2 separate regions of the Zea mays genome follow, and region 2 is linked to region 1. A link is a contact called in public Hi-C data. All regions are on one chromosome and are shown on one strand. The core of a region is the stretch at or near the end of the contact, and the rest is flanking DNA. Distances in the headings are between cores, read along the strand shown.

Region 1 (3,763 bases), core at 811-3,310:
TCTAAATGGTACAAGAGCGATAAACTGGCAATACATATTTTCCAAATTTTGTATTGTACCCTCTGCTAGTAGCTTTTACATGAACAGTAAAATGTGACCATTTATATTTCTACAGAAGCACACAAGTTCGAGAGTTTTGATTTGCTGAAGTGCAATTTTGAGAGTGCAAAAAAAGACTTGTCTGTTGAACCCTAGGTATCGGTAGAAACATCATCCTACGACCTAACCGACCTAACCGATGGTTATGGTTATGAGTATAATTTTCTTTCCAGCTATTGCAATTGAAGTCGGTCATATTCAATCTAATTTATTTCTGCACCAGTTTACCTTTTTTTTACTTTAAATCCCTTCAATTCCCCCTAACCTTCTTGGTGCCTGTCTGTCTCGCCTTCTGAGCCGGTCTTATGGCCTCATGTCCGCCACTAACAAACAAGGTGTTGCTTAGTGAAAATAACATTTTACCATGCTATTTGCCTTTTGCGTTTAAAAGGTGGATAAGATATATAGTGACCAAGGTTCATCAAACTGAACAGTTCATCCGGCTTACCGGCCCGCTAATTGGTAATCGGTGCCTACCGGTAATACCGATACACCAGTTTTTGATTTAAAATTTGGAAAAACTTATAAATTTTGAAAACTTTTTATGCCAACTTTTGTATAGATACTATGAATTATTCATGAAAGTTACTTTACATGCAATACACCACTTATAAGTTGTCGTCTAGAAGTTCAGAATTTTTAAAAATAACTCATCCTTTCTATATTGTACAAGCGATGTTTTATGCGCTAGCCGAAACAAATACTAATTTGAACTGCATGCACCCCCAATAAAAATCTAAAAACTATATAACATTTTTTGAGCTCATATGACCCATTTATTTTTTTTTTGTCATGAAGACAAATAAAAAAATCAATTGATTTGCATGAATAATTTCACCTTCTATTGTATCTTCGATGTTATTTGTGAACTGTGAAATCGTGACATGAAAATATTTGAACAATGAAACTGTACCATGTAATACATTTGAACCTTTAAATATTGTTATTGGGCTTGTGATCACATTTATGCATTTTTTGTTTAAATTTTATGACATCAATGTGCTTTAGGGTGTGTTTGGTTTGACTTTTGGCTTTGGCTTTTGCCCCCTAAAAGCCAAAAGCCAACCAAAAGGCTGGATCCAGGAAGCAGCTTTTTCTAAAAGCCGACTTTCTTGTAGTGCAAATCTGAAAGCACCCCTGGACCTGCTTTTAGTGACTTTTCGGATGGAACTGTGAAAACATATATCGAAGAATTTTTAACGACTTTTAGTGGTTTCCACCGAACGGTTTTTAGCTTTTTAACATCTTACAGCCTACAACAGCTTTTTCCACAACTCACAGCCCACAACAACTTTTTTCACAGCCACAACCCAACCAAACAGACCCTTATTTGGCAAAAAAAAAGAGATTTGGTTTCTAACGTACCGCTGTCGGTTTATCAAATTAGTGACCGATTAATCGGTTGTATGGACCGATAAACTGTTCTAGAATTGGTCAAAATTAAAAACTGGTTTGTACTGGTTTATCATGGTTAATCGCAATAAATCGGTTATCGGCGCTGGCCGGTTTTTGACTCCCAACCGGTTTGTAAAACCCTGGTTTTGACTGCTCCGCTTCATATTTTTCAATTCCGCTTCATATTTTTTTCATCCAAACTAAAATGGCTTGCTTAGCTGGCCCAAGCTAGTGAGGCGAGGTGACGCATGTCGGACGAAACAACCAAAGAGATGCCCTAAAGCTATGACTAGTAGACAGTAGATCGTATATGATAGTATAAAATTCGAAATAAGCTATGACTAGTAAACCTTGTATTGTGCGATGCGATCGGAAACAAATGGGCCCGTGGTCCAGAAATGAAGCCTAAAGCGATGGAATCAACTTTCACTTAAGCCCACGGCTGATCCTCAAAAGGGAAAGAAAAACTTTAGGCCCACGGACCCAGCGGCCCAACGTGAGAGGCGGAACTCTTGGCCTTTTTCTCTCCACCCCAAAGCTTGTGCACGCGCGCACCGTCCCTCACCGCCGGCCTCTGCTCCTCTTCCGCCGCCGCAGGATCTCGTATCGCCGGAGACCATGTACCGCGCCGCCGGGAGCCACCTCCGCTCCCTCAAGGTTCCGCCCTCCTATTCTCCCCTGCCTTCCCCTTCCCCGTTGCATGCACGTCTCGATCCACTCGGGTATGATTGCACTTAGGTTAGATCCGAACGGGTCGCCTGAGTGTCGTTCTCATGTGGCGATGAATCAGAAGCTGGGTTCTTTACTCCTATTTCCTTGTAGGCACTAGGGAGTAGGGACACAGATGAAACGAATCCCATAAGAAAGAAATTCGGCAGGCAGCTTTGGTTGTTGTCCATTCTCAAATTTGTCTTGCAGTGTTAGATTTCACATACCCTTTGAGTTGTGTTTCCCACTTATTTGATGCTAATTGTTGACGCATTCTCTAGCCTGAAAGACATATTCCATTCTTGTATTGTTTTCATTTTCAGCATCATGGTGCTTCTAGGCTTGCCAGTACAAGTGTTGCGAAGCAGTCCTCAGGTGGTCTGTTCAGCTGGCTTCTTGGTGGAAAATCAAGCGAACTCCCTCCCCTTGATGTTCCACTCCCAGGCATTAGCATTCCCTCACCTCTACCAGATTTTGTAGAGCCATCTAAGACAAAAGTCACTACTCTTCCAAATGGCGTCAAGATCGCCTCGGAGACATCATCGGTACTGCCCTGCTCTCACATATGTTGAAGTTCTGGTTTTGTTTTGTTTTGTTTCCGTTCTTTTCCATGACATCAATGTTTTCTTATGGACTTAACTCAGAGCCCAGCAGCATCTGTGGGTCTGTACATTGACTGTGGTTCCATTTACGAAACACCTGCTTCATCTGGAGTATCACATCTGTTGGAGAGAATGGCCTTCAAGAGCACAGTGAATCGGACTCACTTACGGTTAGTTCGTGAGGTAGAAGCCATTGGAGGAAATGTCTCTGCATCAGCTTCCCGTGAACAAATGAGCTATACCTATGATGCATTGAAGAGCTATACACCAGAAATGGTTGAAGTTCTCATTGACAGTGTGAGGAATCCAGCATTCCTCGATTGGGAGGTCAAAGAGCAGGTACTTTATCACTGAAAATAAATTGAAGTTCTTTTTTTCATCCTTTTATGTACTAATGGCGTTCTTCGTTTCTACAGCTCCAGAACATAAAATCTGAAATAGCTGATGCGTCTGCTAATCCTCAAGGTCTACTTCTGGAGGCCCTTCATTCGGTTGGATATTCCGGGGCACTGGCAAAACCTTTGATGGCTTCAGAATCTGCTGTAAACCGGTTGGATGTTAGCAGCTTGGAGGAATTTGTTGCTGTAAGATTCAGTGATTTATTTCCCAAGTCAATGCTCAGTCATGAAAGCGTCTCTGTGACTTTTTTGTTTGTTATGATAAATTATGATAAATGTAGGAACATTACACTGCTCCCAGGATGGTTCTTGCAGCATCAGGAGTTGATCATGATGCGCTGATTTCAGTTGTAGAACCACTTCTGTCTGACCTTCCGTGCGTGAAACGTCCTGAAGAGCCAAAATCTGTGTACGTGGGAGGAGACTATCGCTGCCAAGCAGATTCTCCAGTGAGTTGTTGGCATTGCATTATTAATTTATTATTCTTGAGGGGTTATGAATGATTTACTTCAATTATGCTTAAAATTGGATTCATTGGAAACAGAACACACACATCGCACT
Region 2 (3,763 bases), core at 684-3,183, 580 kb before region 1:
AAACCTCGGAAACATGTTTTGTACCAATTTAGCTTTTCCTTAATTGTGGTCAAAATTGGTATGAGTCATTAGCACAATTTACCATTGCTAAAATGGCTGCTGCCATTAATCCAGCTCCAGTACCTTTCGCTTCCTATAGCAGAATTCAAAGTAAGCACACAATTTGCAAATGGGTAAGAATCACTGGTGGAGCGGCTCAGAGGCAAAGGTGAGCCATCCCCCCTCTCTGCTAACACATTACCATGTAATAATTATTATATAATATAGATACACTAATTAAAGTGGAAAGGTAGGTTGATACTTGATCGAATGCTAATCTTTTTCTTTGATATATGTGATTACCAATTCCATGTAAGACAAGTTAGTAAGAAAACATACTAAAGCAGCGAAAAAAATCTATACATTAATTTGTACTAAAGAATCTAGCCCCCCACCCTTCACTTACTATAGCAGAATTCAAAGTAAGCACACAATTTGCAAATGGGTATTGGGTAAGAATCACTGGCAGAGCGGCTCAGAGGCAAAACTGAGCCATCCCCCCTCTCTGCCAACACATTACCGTGTAATAATTATTCTATAATATAGATACACTAATTAAAGTGGAAAGGTAGGTTGATACTTGATCGAATGCTAATCTTTTCTTCTTTGATATATGCAATTACCAATTCCATGTAAGACAAGATAGTAAGAAAACATACTAAAGCAGCAAAAAAAAATCTATACATCAATTAGCCCCCCCCCCCCCCCCCAATTCCACCCTCTGTCACTGGTAACATTAATGTGAGTTAATGTGAGAGCTCACATTTCCTTGAACAACCAACCTTTGTTAGCAGGTAGGTAGCCCATGATGCATTTGCTGAGAAAATTGGAGCTGTGAACACACAAACTGTCTCCACCGACAATGGGATGTTAAGAGAGTTCAGCAACCTAGTGGACCATTCAAATACTTTAGGCATATTGAATCAGAAGCAATGTAAATGTAAGACGGTAAATTGTGTCCCTTGATGGCATACCACCACATAGTTCCAGCAGTCAATGTCAACCCAGGATACACAGTGCCACCGATCACACGGCCAAGGGGGTACCTAAAGCAGCAGCAGCAGCAACAGCAACGAAATCAGCCGAGTAATTGATTCCTTCCACACAGAAATTGCGCAATACTAAATGGTTGATAGTTTGGAGCTGCCCTTACCATGTCCTATCATCAAACCAGTTCCAGAACTCATAAATTCCATTCTTGGACAGAAACTGTAACAAGAAGAAATTTAGACCAGATGTGACAGATGATCGTTTCAGCCAAAAAGTTATGCCCCTACGTGAGAGTCACTTTCTTTATCCTTCCACTCATTATCTCATAGTAAACTAAATCTAACACACAGCGCACAGCAGAAGAGTTGATTTTCAAAACCCAAAACCCTCCCAACACCGAAACACAGCATGAATATAGGCGCCGTAGTCTCCTACGGAAGCGAGCTCAGTTCCACATATAGCAGAACAGAAGGAAAAAGTTAAATGAATGGATCCGGCAACCAGACCTGAGTGACGCGGAAGTTGAAGTAGGGGTCGAACTCGTGGATCACGCTCTCGTACTTGATTACCTGCGCAGCAACAGGCATAACGCGTGAGCACACACACAATTCGGGGAGCGCTTTGCGAGCGCCGAACTGGATCTGGAAGCTCGGGGGCGAAACGGATCTTACAGAGAAGAGGCGGATCGAGAAGGCGACGACGCCGATGAGGAGAAGCGTGAAGGCGCAGAGCACGCCCCCGAAGGCGTTGCGGAGCCGCCCGCCGCCGCCGGCCGCTGCGGGGGAGACCTCGGGCTCCGCCATTGCGGCCTGCGTCCTTGGGGGTGTGTGTGTGGGTGGAAGTGGAACGCGCGGAAATCCGAGAGCTGGACCCAGGCGGAGACGAAGACCTCGCGATCGTGAACTTGGGTTGGGTGCTCCAGTCCCGTGCTACGACTCGGGATTTATTGAGCTTTTCGCGAGTAAGCCCCTGAGAACGCTTCTATTTGTCGGAACGGGGTTGTTTGATTGAATCCCGCTTCGGCCTACTATAATGCGCAGACACGGTGTGTCGTTGTAAATGTAATACTAGATCGATTTTTTTAGTTTGAATAGTAGGAGTATATTTTATTGAGATAACCAAAATTTTATTCGTGGCCATCGAACAGTCGAAGAGATGAAAATAGAAAACTACACACAATGATAAGGATACCATACCCTAGGGCTAATGTGAAAAATCTAGGCAAGCGACGATCGATACCGTTGGTATTTTCATCCATGGGCCTAGATTTCTCTTTTTTTTTGTCAAGAAAATGACTCCGCCTAATCGGTTCGATGACATGTTTTCCAGCACAGTAGCCAATCAGAAAGCCCCAAACAGCTAGGGACCACAGGAAACACCTTGGTGTACAAAACGGTATGCAATCCAGTGGCGTGGCTTGGTGAGCGCACTTTTTTTAAAAAAAGAAAAAGAAAGGAAAGAAGAACAAGAAGAAAGGTAAGCGTGAGCGGATAAACCCAAATTATATAGTGAACAGATATAGTGAAGGTGTCAATAGAAAAAAAAAATGCTTTCAATGTTTCAAGTTACAGGAAACGGTATTTCCTCGCTTCACCTTGAAATACCGTTTCCAGTACCTTAAAACCTTGTGAAAGCACCATTAGAGATTCAGAGTTTCGTTTCAGGCTTTCAGCCGAAAGCATCCAATCTCTTGCCTTGCAATTACCAACCTATGAGGCTATTAACACAACAAAATGACACAATTCATCCACTCAAAAAACACTCTAGATGACACGACACTCCTGAGAGCAACATATGATTTCTCGAAATTACACCAGCACTTTTTTTTCGAGGCCGAGGGAGAGACAGAAACAAGACATACACCATGGCCATTAACATACAACTGCCCTCATATGGACATGAGACAACATAACTTCGATTAAACGTGAAAATTGAATAATTTTAATGTTACACGCCAAAAGGAAGTTCACTCAGTAAGCTCTCAAACTTCAGCAAAATTTGCTGCTGAATCTTTGGCATGCTGGCATTCTCGAACAAGTAAACAGAAGAAACAGAGAATATTCCGGATGATTGGTTCTCATTGCCATATCAAATGCCAAATATCAAATCCATCACATTGGTTACAATTGATTTTGCTGGTGCAGCAACGCTGCCAGTTGCACGACGGCCAGCATCTCGGCTGGCATTCGTGTTAGCTTTCGGGTCATATGGGCGGGGCAAGGCTCCTAACTGGTTTGATGCACCTACGCTCTTCAAGCCCAGTGACTTTGAAGGCAAGGAAACCATAAATCCACCTTGATTGCTTTGAGCGAAACCCTTGTCCAGCTGCTGCCGGTGCACTGCATCAATAGGCTTTACTCCAACTATCAGACTGTTGCTTAGTTGCATACCATTTTTCTGAAGAGCCTTGCGAGCATCATACGAGCGCTGCAGGACCACATACATGATGGTGAAGTTGTCAGTTTTAAGACTGTCAGATAGCAATCTAGAAACATTTACTATGATGCATGTAAACATCAGAAGTGACAAAATAGTCAAATAAATACAGATTGTAACATCTCAAAATTAAGAGATCTGGAAACAACGATCCGAACAATACATCTAGAATGGTAAAGTTGGTAGTGACCATACAGGATTTCAATATAGAAAATATGTACAACAAATTGACACTATCAACAAAAGAACAAACTGAATATCTGATATCAACAAAAGCTCTGAATAGTTGCTATCTGGA

What was found. Hi-C and Micro-C count contacts between places; a contact is called where the count stands out from the background.
Region 2: a Hi-C map of tassel shows a contact between it and region 1, with 2.1 times the contacts expected there. The contact joins the promoter of LOC100217123 here to the promoter of LOC100280280 in region 1. A contact is called at or near these places in 4 of 25 Hi-C or Micro-C datasets (bundle sheath, ear, leaf and 1 more).

What each region holds. Positions count from the first base shown.
Region 1 is chr6:171,523,000-171,526,762 of Zm-B73-REFERENCE-NAM-5.0, reverse strand. It overlaps LOC100280280, which reads left to right and starts at 2,060. Exons shown (of 13, transcript NM_001153208.1): 1 at 2,060-2,151; 2 at 2,526-2,747; 3 at 2,847-3,143; 4 at 3,221-3,388; 5 at 3,484-3,651; 6 at 3,747-3,763. The coding sequence starts at 2,113. It overlaps LOC100194088, which reads left to right. Exons shown (of 14, transcript NM_001359391.1): 14 at 1-306.
Region 2 is chr6:172,103,156-172,106,918 of Zm-B73-REFERENCE-NAM-5.0, reverse strand. LOC100217123 (Dolichyl-diphosphooligosaccharide--protein glycosyltransferase subunit STT3A) reads right to left here and starts at 1,933. Exons shown (of 23, transcript NM_001359623.1): 1 at 1,701-1,933; 2 at 1,536-1,598; 3 at 1,193-1,248; 4 at 1,014-1,085; 5 at 822-927; 6 at 83-133. The coding sequence starts at 1,832. LOC100194358 reads right to left here. Exons shown (of 3, transcript NM_001139393.1): 3 at 2,813-3,456. The coding sequence ends at 3,118.